Regions from separate parts of the Ovis aries genome. Here region 2 is linked to region 1. The links are chromatin contacts, called in public Hi-C maps. All regions are on one chromosome and are shown on one strand. Each heading gives the region's core, a stretch centred on a gene start, on an enhancer-like site or on the middle of the called end of the contact. The rest is flanking DNA. Distances are from core to core; before and after follow the strand shown. Region 1 holds the start of TUBGCP6 (tubulin gamma complex component 6). Region 2 holds the start of NCAPH2 (non-SMC condensin II complex subunit H2).

Evidence for each region. Hi-C and Micro-C count contacts between places; a contact is called where the count stands out from the background.
Region 2: a contact with region 1 is called in a Hi-C map of liver, with 4 times the contacts expected there. The contact joins the promoter of NCAPH2 here to the promoter of TUBGCP6 in region 1. A contact is called at or near these places in 2 of 16 Hi-C or Micro-C datasets (liver and mixed tissues).

The regions. Positions count from the first base shown.
Region 1 is chr3:225,532,691-225,536,703 of ARS-UI_Ramb_v3.0, reverse strand. TUBGCP6 (tubulin gamma complex component 6) reads left to right here and starts at 2,472. Exons shown (of 25, transcript XM_042247933.2): 1 at 2,472-3,404. The coding sequence starts at 2,664. It overlaps HDAC10 (histone deacetylase 10), which reads left to right. Exons shown (of 19, transcript XM_060414318.1): 12 at 1-37; 13 at 155-239; 14 at 559-650; 15 at 778-834; 16 at 1,107-1,185; 17 at 1,386-1,568; 18 at 1,655-1,814; 19 at 1,970-2,247. The coding sequence ends at 1,980.
Region 2 is chr3:225,735,033-225,739,015 of ARS-UI_Ramb_v3.0, reverse strand. NCAPH2 (non-SMC condensin II complex subunit H2) reads right to left here and starts at 2,087. Exons shown (of 19, transcript XM_042247964.1): 1 at 1,888-2,087. The coding sequence starts at 1,995. It overlaps LMF2 (lipase maturation factor 2), which reads left to right and starts at 2,454. Exons shown (of 14, transcript XM_027968279.2): 1 at 2,454-2,577; 2 at 2,966-3,219; 3 at 3,321-3,349; 4 at 3,492-3,709; 5 at 3,785-3,963. The coding sequence starts at 2,484.

The DNA.
Region 1 (4,013 bases), core at 1,223-3,722:
GGTCACTGCCGCAGGAGGAGATGCAGGCCTGGGCCAGGTGGGCAGGGTGGGCCTGCGGGGAGGGACCAGGTCATGTCTACATGTGTGTCTGTGACTCAGCTGTGGTCTGCGTGTCACGGTGTCTCCTTGTGTTCCCCTGGTTTGTCCACCACAGGCCACATGAGGCCCTGGCCCAGGACGAGGCCCTCATTGCGCTCGGGAAGGTCCTATACCTCTTGGACAGGATCCTGGATGGGCAGGTGGGGGCACCTGGGAGTCAGGGCAGGGCTGGGTGGTACAGAACCATGTCGACTTGAGTGTTTCTTTGTGCCCAGGATCCTTCCCAGAACAGCCCCCAGGGACAGAGTTCAGGAGCACCCCTCAGTTCCCTCAAGGAAATTCTCTTGGCAGAGAGGTGAAGGGGATGACTTGTAGTTTAAAGCATCTTATTTTAAGAAAAGGAGTGAAGCAGTTGAAGCAATTTGACCTCAGATTGCACAGATGATACTCCGTAGCCAGGGGCAAAGAAGGGACTCCCAGCTTGGGAGTTGCCCTTTACACCTGTTACCCACCCCACAGGTGAGCAGTGGCACGGCAGCCACCCCAGTCCCTGCTGCAGCTGCCACCCTGGACGTGGCTGTTCGGTATGGCCTGTCTCACGGAGCCCAGAGGTAAGTCCCTCCTGGCTGGTCCAAGGCTCCAAGGCAGGGCTTGTGGGCTGGCTGCGTGGGAAGGGCTCTGGGAATGGGCTCCAGGTGCGGCGTGTGCAGCTCATCCAGGAGCCAACTCTTCCTCCAGGCTGCTCTGTGTGGCCGTGGGAAAGCTGGATCGGCCCCCAGATCTCACCGATGATGGGTATGACTCTCGGGTCATATGTACCTCCAGTTTCACAAGTGGGTGGGTGAGCATATCACCCTGGATTCCTGGGTGACAGGTGGGCGGGGCCTTCTGCAGCTGGAATTCCAGAAGGGCCCCCTTGGAGCAGTGCCAGAAGGGTCTCCAGCACGGAGGGTCAGCAGTCCTAGCATCTCTGCCCCTGAGCTGTCCCTCATCTTTCTCGGCTCTGGAGGGTGGGCGGCATCTCACACACAAGCACGTATATCCATATGCTTGCTCTCCCCTGGAAGGAGGAATCTATGGCTGAACATTGGGGGTGAGGAGGCAACTGCCCCATCCATCTTCCACGTCTCTGTGCCACTGCCGGTGGTGAGTGGGGCGCTCACAGGGCAGGGCAGCTGCTGCTCACTAGCACTGGCATGAGGGCCAGACTCCGGGCCTTTACCTGCCCTTCCTGGCGGGGCTGTGGGTGTGGGTGCCTGCCCACCCAAGACTGCGAGGTGGGGTGACCCGAGCTGGCCAGAGTTCCCTGGATGATGGTCTGGGCTATGCCGCTGTCACTCCCACAGACACCTGGTGGGTTCCTGAGCTGTGTCCTGGCCCTGGTGCTGCCCCTGGCCTACAGCTTCCAGCCTGACCTGGTGCTGGTGGCGCTGGGGCCGGGCCATGGCCTGCGGGACCCCCAGGCTGCACTCCTGGCTGCACTGCTTCGGGGCCCGGCAGGCGGCCGAGTCTTCGCCCTTGTGGATGAGGTGAGCTGGGTGGGGTGGACCTGCTGTGGGATGGGAGGTGGGGAGAAACAAGTGACTCACGGCTTCCACCTCTGCTGCTGGCCCAGGAATCCACACCCCAGCTTGCGACAGTCCTGGCCAGGGTGTTGAACGGGGAGGCACCCCCCAGCCTGGGCCCCTTCTCCATGGCCGCCCCAGAGGACACGCAGGCCCTGATGTACCTGAGAGGGCGGCTGGAGCCAAGGTGGAAGATGCTGCAGGTGGCTGGTGAGGCTGCGGGGCCAGGCTCAGGCTGAATGCGTGGGGCCTTGGGCGACAGCTGCCTTCGGGCTCTGCGGGGAGAGGGGCTCATGTCCCGGGGAGCGGAGTGCTGCCCTGAACCAGCTCATGGCCCTGTCAAGCAGTTGTGCCCCGCTTCTCAGCGCCTCCTTGAGTGCTGTGACCTGGCAGCTTGAAGTCGGCCACGGTGGGAGTATCTACACCTTGGAAGAGACACTACGCACCAGTCCCCCGGGAGCCTGTTGTTAGCCGTGCGCGAGCACGTCTCTGCGCGAGGCCTTCGACCTGAGGGCCAGGCTGTGGGCCTGCCCAGGACACGGGCTCAGGGGCTCGGGACCCCTGCTCCGGCGCCAGCCTCTATACGGACGAGCCCTCCCCGGCTCCCTCCTCCCAGCCGTCAGTAAAAGTAGGTTAACCCAGAGTCTGACTCCGCCTCTTTATTGAGCGCCGTGTAGAGTGGGCTCGGTCGGTTCTGGCTGAGTTTCCCAACCGGCGGGGATGAGGACCCAGGCCGGAAGTGCTGGTGGACGGGGCCTCCAGGCTCCGCCCCCTGCGCGCGGGCCGCCCGGCCCCCCCCCCGGGTGACGCAGTTCCGGCGCGCTCTCGCCTGCTGTCGGGCTAGTCGCGCCGCGGTGACGCGTTTGCGGCGCTGCCGCGCGCGCCTTCCTCCGGCTGAGGGGATCCTGAGAAGGCGGGTCAGGCCGCGCGCGCCTTCCTCCGGCTGAGGGAGCCGGGCCCACTCTCCATCCTCTGCGGCGCCTCTGCAGGTCGTCGCTTTTCCGGGGCCCCGAGAAGGCGAGTCCGGCCGCGCGCGAGGCCCTGGCGTGAGGCGGAGGCATGGCCAGCGTCCCGCAGCTGGTGGATGACCTGTGTGAGGTCCTCCTGCCGGCCGCCAAGGCTCCCTCGGGCCCGCGCCGCGGCAGCCGCAGGAAGGCCAAGCGGGGCCTCAAGAGGGTGGCCTATGACGCCCTGTTCACGGGCCTGTTTCAGGAGGAGGGTCGCGGGCTGCAGCCCGGCCTCCCGAGGCTGCCGGTGAGGAACAGGATCCTCATGCTGTCCTTCGACCTGCGGGTGGGCGGCCTGGGCGCCGAGGCCGACCGCCTGGAGGAGCTGGTGGAGGGGCTGGAGGCCGCGCCGCGCCAGCCGCTGGCGGAGCTGGGCGCGGTCCTGGAGCTGCTGGTGCGGCTGGCGGGCAGCGGGCCCCCGCGAGTGCGGCGGCGCCGGCGGGGCGTCTTCCTGCACAGCCGGCCGGTCGGGAGAGCCCTTCCCTACGGCGGCTACGACTGCGCTGACTTGAGCGAGTTGGAGGCGGACGTGCGGTCGCTCATCTCCGGAGAGGAGTCTCTGTGTCGAGACCTGGTCCGCAAGACGCGGCAGGTGATGGAGGCGGCACCGGGCACAGGACTGCCCGCCGTCGGGCTCTTTTCGTACGGCGACCCCTGCGGGGACAGGTTTGAAAGGGACACCCGCGTCTCGCTCTTCGGAGCCCTGGTGCACAGCCGCACGGCCGACCTGGACGTCCGCTTGGACCTGCCCCCGGTGCCGGACAGCGCAGACCTCTCCGGACTGGCCATCAAGGTAGAGTGTTTGCTTCCTGTCTGCGGCTCCTCGGGCTTGGGAAGCGCCTCGTTTGACCCTCCTTCAACTGGGGCAAAGGGAGGACAGCCGGAGTCCAGCAGTGGCGGTTGAGCTTTGGGGCGGGGCTGCTGGTGCGGATTCCCAGCGGCCCCCTCTCCGCAGGCCCGAGGCACATGCCAGTGTTTTCTTGTATTTGCCGTTCAGTCATTTCCCCTGCCTTCCAGTTGATGTTTACATTCCCTGGTGGCTCAGAGGGTAGAGAATCCACCTGCAGTGCAGGAGACCCGGCTTCAATCCCTGTGCCGGAATATCCCGCCGGAGAAGTATCCCACTCCAGTATTCTTGCCTGGAGAATTCTATGGACAGAGGAGGGCTACAGCCCTTGGGGTTGCAAAGAGTCAGAGGTGGCCGAGCACAGCATGCTTGCTAAGTCACTTCAGTCCTGTCCGATTCTTTGCAACCCCTTTGGATTGTAGCCCACCAGGCTCCTCTGTCCATGGAATTCTCCAGGCAAGAATACTGGAGTGGGTAGCCATTCCCTTCTCCAAGGAATCCTCCCGACCTGGGGATTGAACCCTCATAGCTTACTTCTCCTGCGCTGGCAGGCTG
Region 2 (3,983 bases), core at 838-3,337, 200 kb before region 1:
CAGGTGGAGAAGATGTGTGTGTGTGTGTGTGTGTGTGTGTGTGAAGTGCAGCCAGGAATGAGCCTCGGTGTTGCAGACTGATTGGTTCAAAGAACAGGTGGAGAAGAGCCTAAGTGAAGTCACCCAGTCGTATCCGACTTTTTGAGACCCCGTGGACTGTAGCCTACCATGCTCCTCCGTCCACGGGACTTTACGGGCAAGAACACTGGAGTGGGTGCCATTTCCTTCTCCAGGAGGAGAGCCTAAGACAAGGCTAAGACAGTGAGCAGAGCCAGATGCAGAGAAGGAAGCCTGGCTTCTATCCTGGGAGCAATCGAAAGGGGTGTTAGGCAGGGCAGTGCTGCGGCCTGATTCTAAAGTGTCGCACTTGCTGCTGGGTGGAACGTGAATTGGATAGAGCCAAAAATAAGAGTAGGGAGTCCAAGAATAAGGTTTTAACATGAATGGGAGCCAGCCTGTGGCCTGGATCTGAGAAAATGGAAGAGAGATTAACTGAAGTTCTGGTGACATAGCTGATAGAAGCCACGGGACAGCTCGTGCGCAGCGCCAGGCTTCCCGAGCTCTGAGCTTTCACTCTGAGGAACACTGGCGCTGTGTACCAAGACCAGAAAGGCTGAGCTCTGACCAGGAAAACAAGGGGCTCTCCTTTAAGTTGATGATCAATTCCAAAGAAATGGTGTTTTTAAACTGTGGTGTTGGAGAAGACTCTTCAGAGTCCCTTGCACTACAAGGAGATCCAACCAGTCCATCCTAAAGGAAATCAGTCCTGAATATTCATTGGAAGGACTGATGCTGAAGCTGAAGCTCCAATACTTTGGCCACCTGATTCATAGAGCCGATTCATTACAAAGACCCCTCCCCAGGAGGAGAAGGGGACGACAGAGGATGTGATGGTTGGATGGCAGCACCGACTCACTGGACCCGAGTTTGAGCAAGCTCCAGGAGACGGTGAAGGACACGGATGCCCGGCATGCTGCAGTCCATGGGGTCACAAAGAGTCAGACATGAATAAGCGAGTGAACAACGACGACAACTCCTTTAACTCTATTAAACCTGAGGTGCTGGTGTGACGTCTAAGCGAGAATGTCAAGATTAAGAAGCTGGATACGCAAACCAGAATCAGGAAAAAGGCCTGGAATGGAACTATAAACCGAGGGAGGGGGGAGTAAATAAACAAACCCAGCAACTGTCCTCATACAAGTGGTACTTAAAACCATGGAAATAAGTGAAGTGGTTTAGGGGAAATGTGTAAAAAGATGGCTCAGGCCACGCCCTGAGGAGTTCAACAGTGAGACTAGACAGGAGACAAAACCTGTTTCCAAAGAGAGGATGCCACCAACTCATCAAATGCTGCTGAGCTGAACAAGACGGCTCTTCTGGTGACCCCTGGATGTGGTGGGAAGGAAGTCGTTATTGATCAACGCAAGAGCAGTCCAAGAGGGCTAAGCAGTGCAAGTGAAACGCAGAAATGGAGCGGACAGCTCTTTAACGAGGTCTGGACATACTGTCAGATATGAGGGAGGGGTTAAATGCTGACGGTGGAGCACGGGCTTGGAAGTCTAACATAAGATCTCCCTCCTGCATCGTAACCCAGACCTCTGGCACAGCCACACATGCACACAAATTCTCTCCTACTCTATTACAGAAAAGTGCTGGTCGCCACTCACTAGATCGACCTCAAGGCTCATTAACAGAAAGCGATCTCTAATGACAGCTCCAGGCTAATCAAGTAAGGGGTGATTTCGAGGGCCAAGAGACGGAGCTAGGAAAAAGCGAACGAGCCTGCGGATGAGTGCAGTCAGCGCGCCAGACGGAGGCGGCACACGCCCGAGAGGCGGCAGAGCCCCGCGGCCCCCGCCCCGCGCCACTCCCCGGGGCCGCCCTCACCTCCTCAAGATATTCGCCCAGCTGGGCCGCCACGTCCACCTCCCAGTTCCTGGTGAGGTCGCGGATGGGCAGCAAGAGGTGGGCGAAGCGCGCCTCCACGTCCTCCATGTTCGGGAGGAGCCGGATCGGCCCGGGGACCGCAGCGCCGGCTTCTCGACGGGCCGGTGCACTCAGCCCGCCACTACTTCTGGCGCCATTTTGCTGTTCCCGCCCAGGAAGACACGTAGCGCGCAGCGACGCGCGCACAACTTGACGCAGAGCGGCCTCCTCACGCCGGAAAGGGCGCAGGACGCGCCGGAGGCGGGGCGTGAGCGGGGCCGGGGCCCGCGGCGGCGGTGGGCGGGGTGGGGCTTGCAGCTGCGGCCGGGGCGGGGGTGCGGGGCGGGGCTGGCGCGGAGGGGCGGGGCCGGGCGGAGGGGCGCGGCCGGCGCAGGGGGCGGGGCCGGGCGGAGGGGTGGGGCCGGCGCGGAGGGGCGCGGCCGGCGCAGGGGGCGGGGCCGGGCGGAGGGGCGGGGCCGGCGCGGGGGGCGGGGTCGGCGCGGAGGGGCGGGGCCGGGCGGACCCGCGGATCGTGTCCAGCCCGCCGCGTAGCGGACATGGCGGGCTCTCGGCTCCCGCGGCAGCTCTTTCTCCAGGGCGTGGCCGCCGTCTTCATGTTCGCCTTCGCTTCCCTTTACACGCAGATCCCGGGTGAGGGCGCCGAGAGCCGGGTGCCAGCAGGCGGGACCCCCCCCCAACCTGGGTCCTGTGACCCCCTCATCTCCCCGCCCGACACACCGATGTGTAGGGGCAGTGAGGTCCAGGCCCGGATGCATGGGGTCGGGGGCTGCGGTTTGTGTCCTGCGAGTCGCGGGGATGTGGGCCGTAGGCAGGCGTGCAGGGGTCCTTTTCAGCACGGTTGTGGGTTCTGACCTCGGCGGGAGGGTCTGGAGGGTCTGCAGGCCTTGACTTGTCGTGAGGGAGAATCTGCGGGTCCCGACCTGGCTTGGGGAGGGCAGATCCGCAGGCCCTGGCTGGTGGGGGGAGTCTCGTCTCCGCGGGCCGTTTCCTGGGCCTGCCCTGATGTGTCCTCCCACAGGCCTGTACGGCCCGGAGGGCATACTGCCTGCCCGGAGGACACTGCGGCCCCAGGGAAAGGGCCGCTGGCAGCAGCTGTGGGAGACCCCCACGCTGCTGTGGGAGGCCCCGCTTCTGGGGCTGGACACTGCCCAGGGCCTGGAGCTGCTGAGCCTGCTGGGCACCGTGCTGGCCCTGGGTGCCCTGCTGACGCGCCCGCTGCGCCACCCCCTCGTGTACCTGCTGCTCTGGGCCGCCTACCTGTCTGTCTGCCAGGCAAGTGAGGCGGTGCCACTGGGGACCCTTGCCTCCAGCTTCCTCCAGGCCCACCCGCCCTCTCCCCAGCCCAAGCTTCCTGACCACCCTTCTCCCTGCAGGTGGGCCAGGTGTTTCTTTATTTCCAGTGGTGAGTGAATGTTGGGTCTGGGGCTACAGAAGGCTGGGTGGGTGAGATGGGCTGGGATGTGCTTGTCTCTCCCAGGAGGATCCCCTTAGGGGAGCAGCCTTGATGGGGAGGAGGGCCTCTGTGCTATTCTTTCTCCCCACAGGGATTCCCTGCTGCTGGAGACAGGTTTCCTGGCCGTGCTGGTAGCCCCTCTGGGGCTGCCCCCCAACCACAAGCAGGCCCCCCAGGGCAGGCCAGGAGGCGTCTCCCCCCATGAAGGCCTCGCCTTCTGGCTCGTGCGTTGGTTGCTGTTCCGCCTCATGTTTGCCTCGGGTGTGGTCAAGCTGACTAGCCGTTGCCCCGCATGGTGGGGGCTCACTGGTGAGGGTCCCTCCCTGGATGTGCGGCAGTGTTGGGGGCTCTGCCCAGCCCTGACCGCCCACCTGTCCCCTGCAGCCCTCACCTACCACTACGAGACTCAGTGCCTGCCCACGCCGGCCGCCTGGTTTGCCCACCGCCTGCCCGTCTGGCTGCACAAGCTCAGCGTGGTGGCCACCTTCCTCATCGAGATCGCGGTGCCCCCTCTCTTCTTCGCTCCTGTTCGCCGCCTGCGGTTGGCTGCCTTCTACTCCCAGGTCGATGGGGTCCTTAGCCA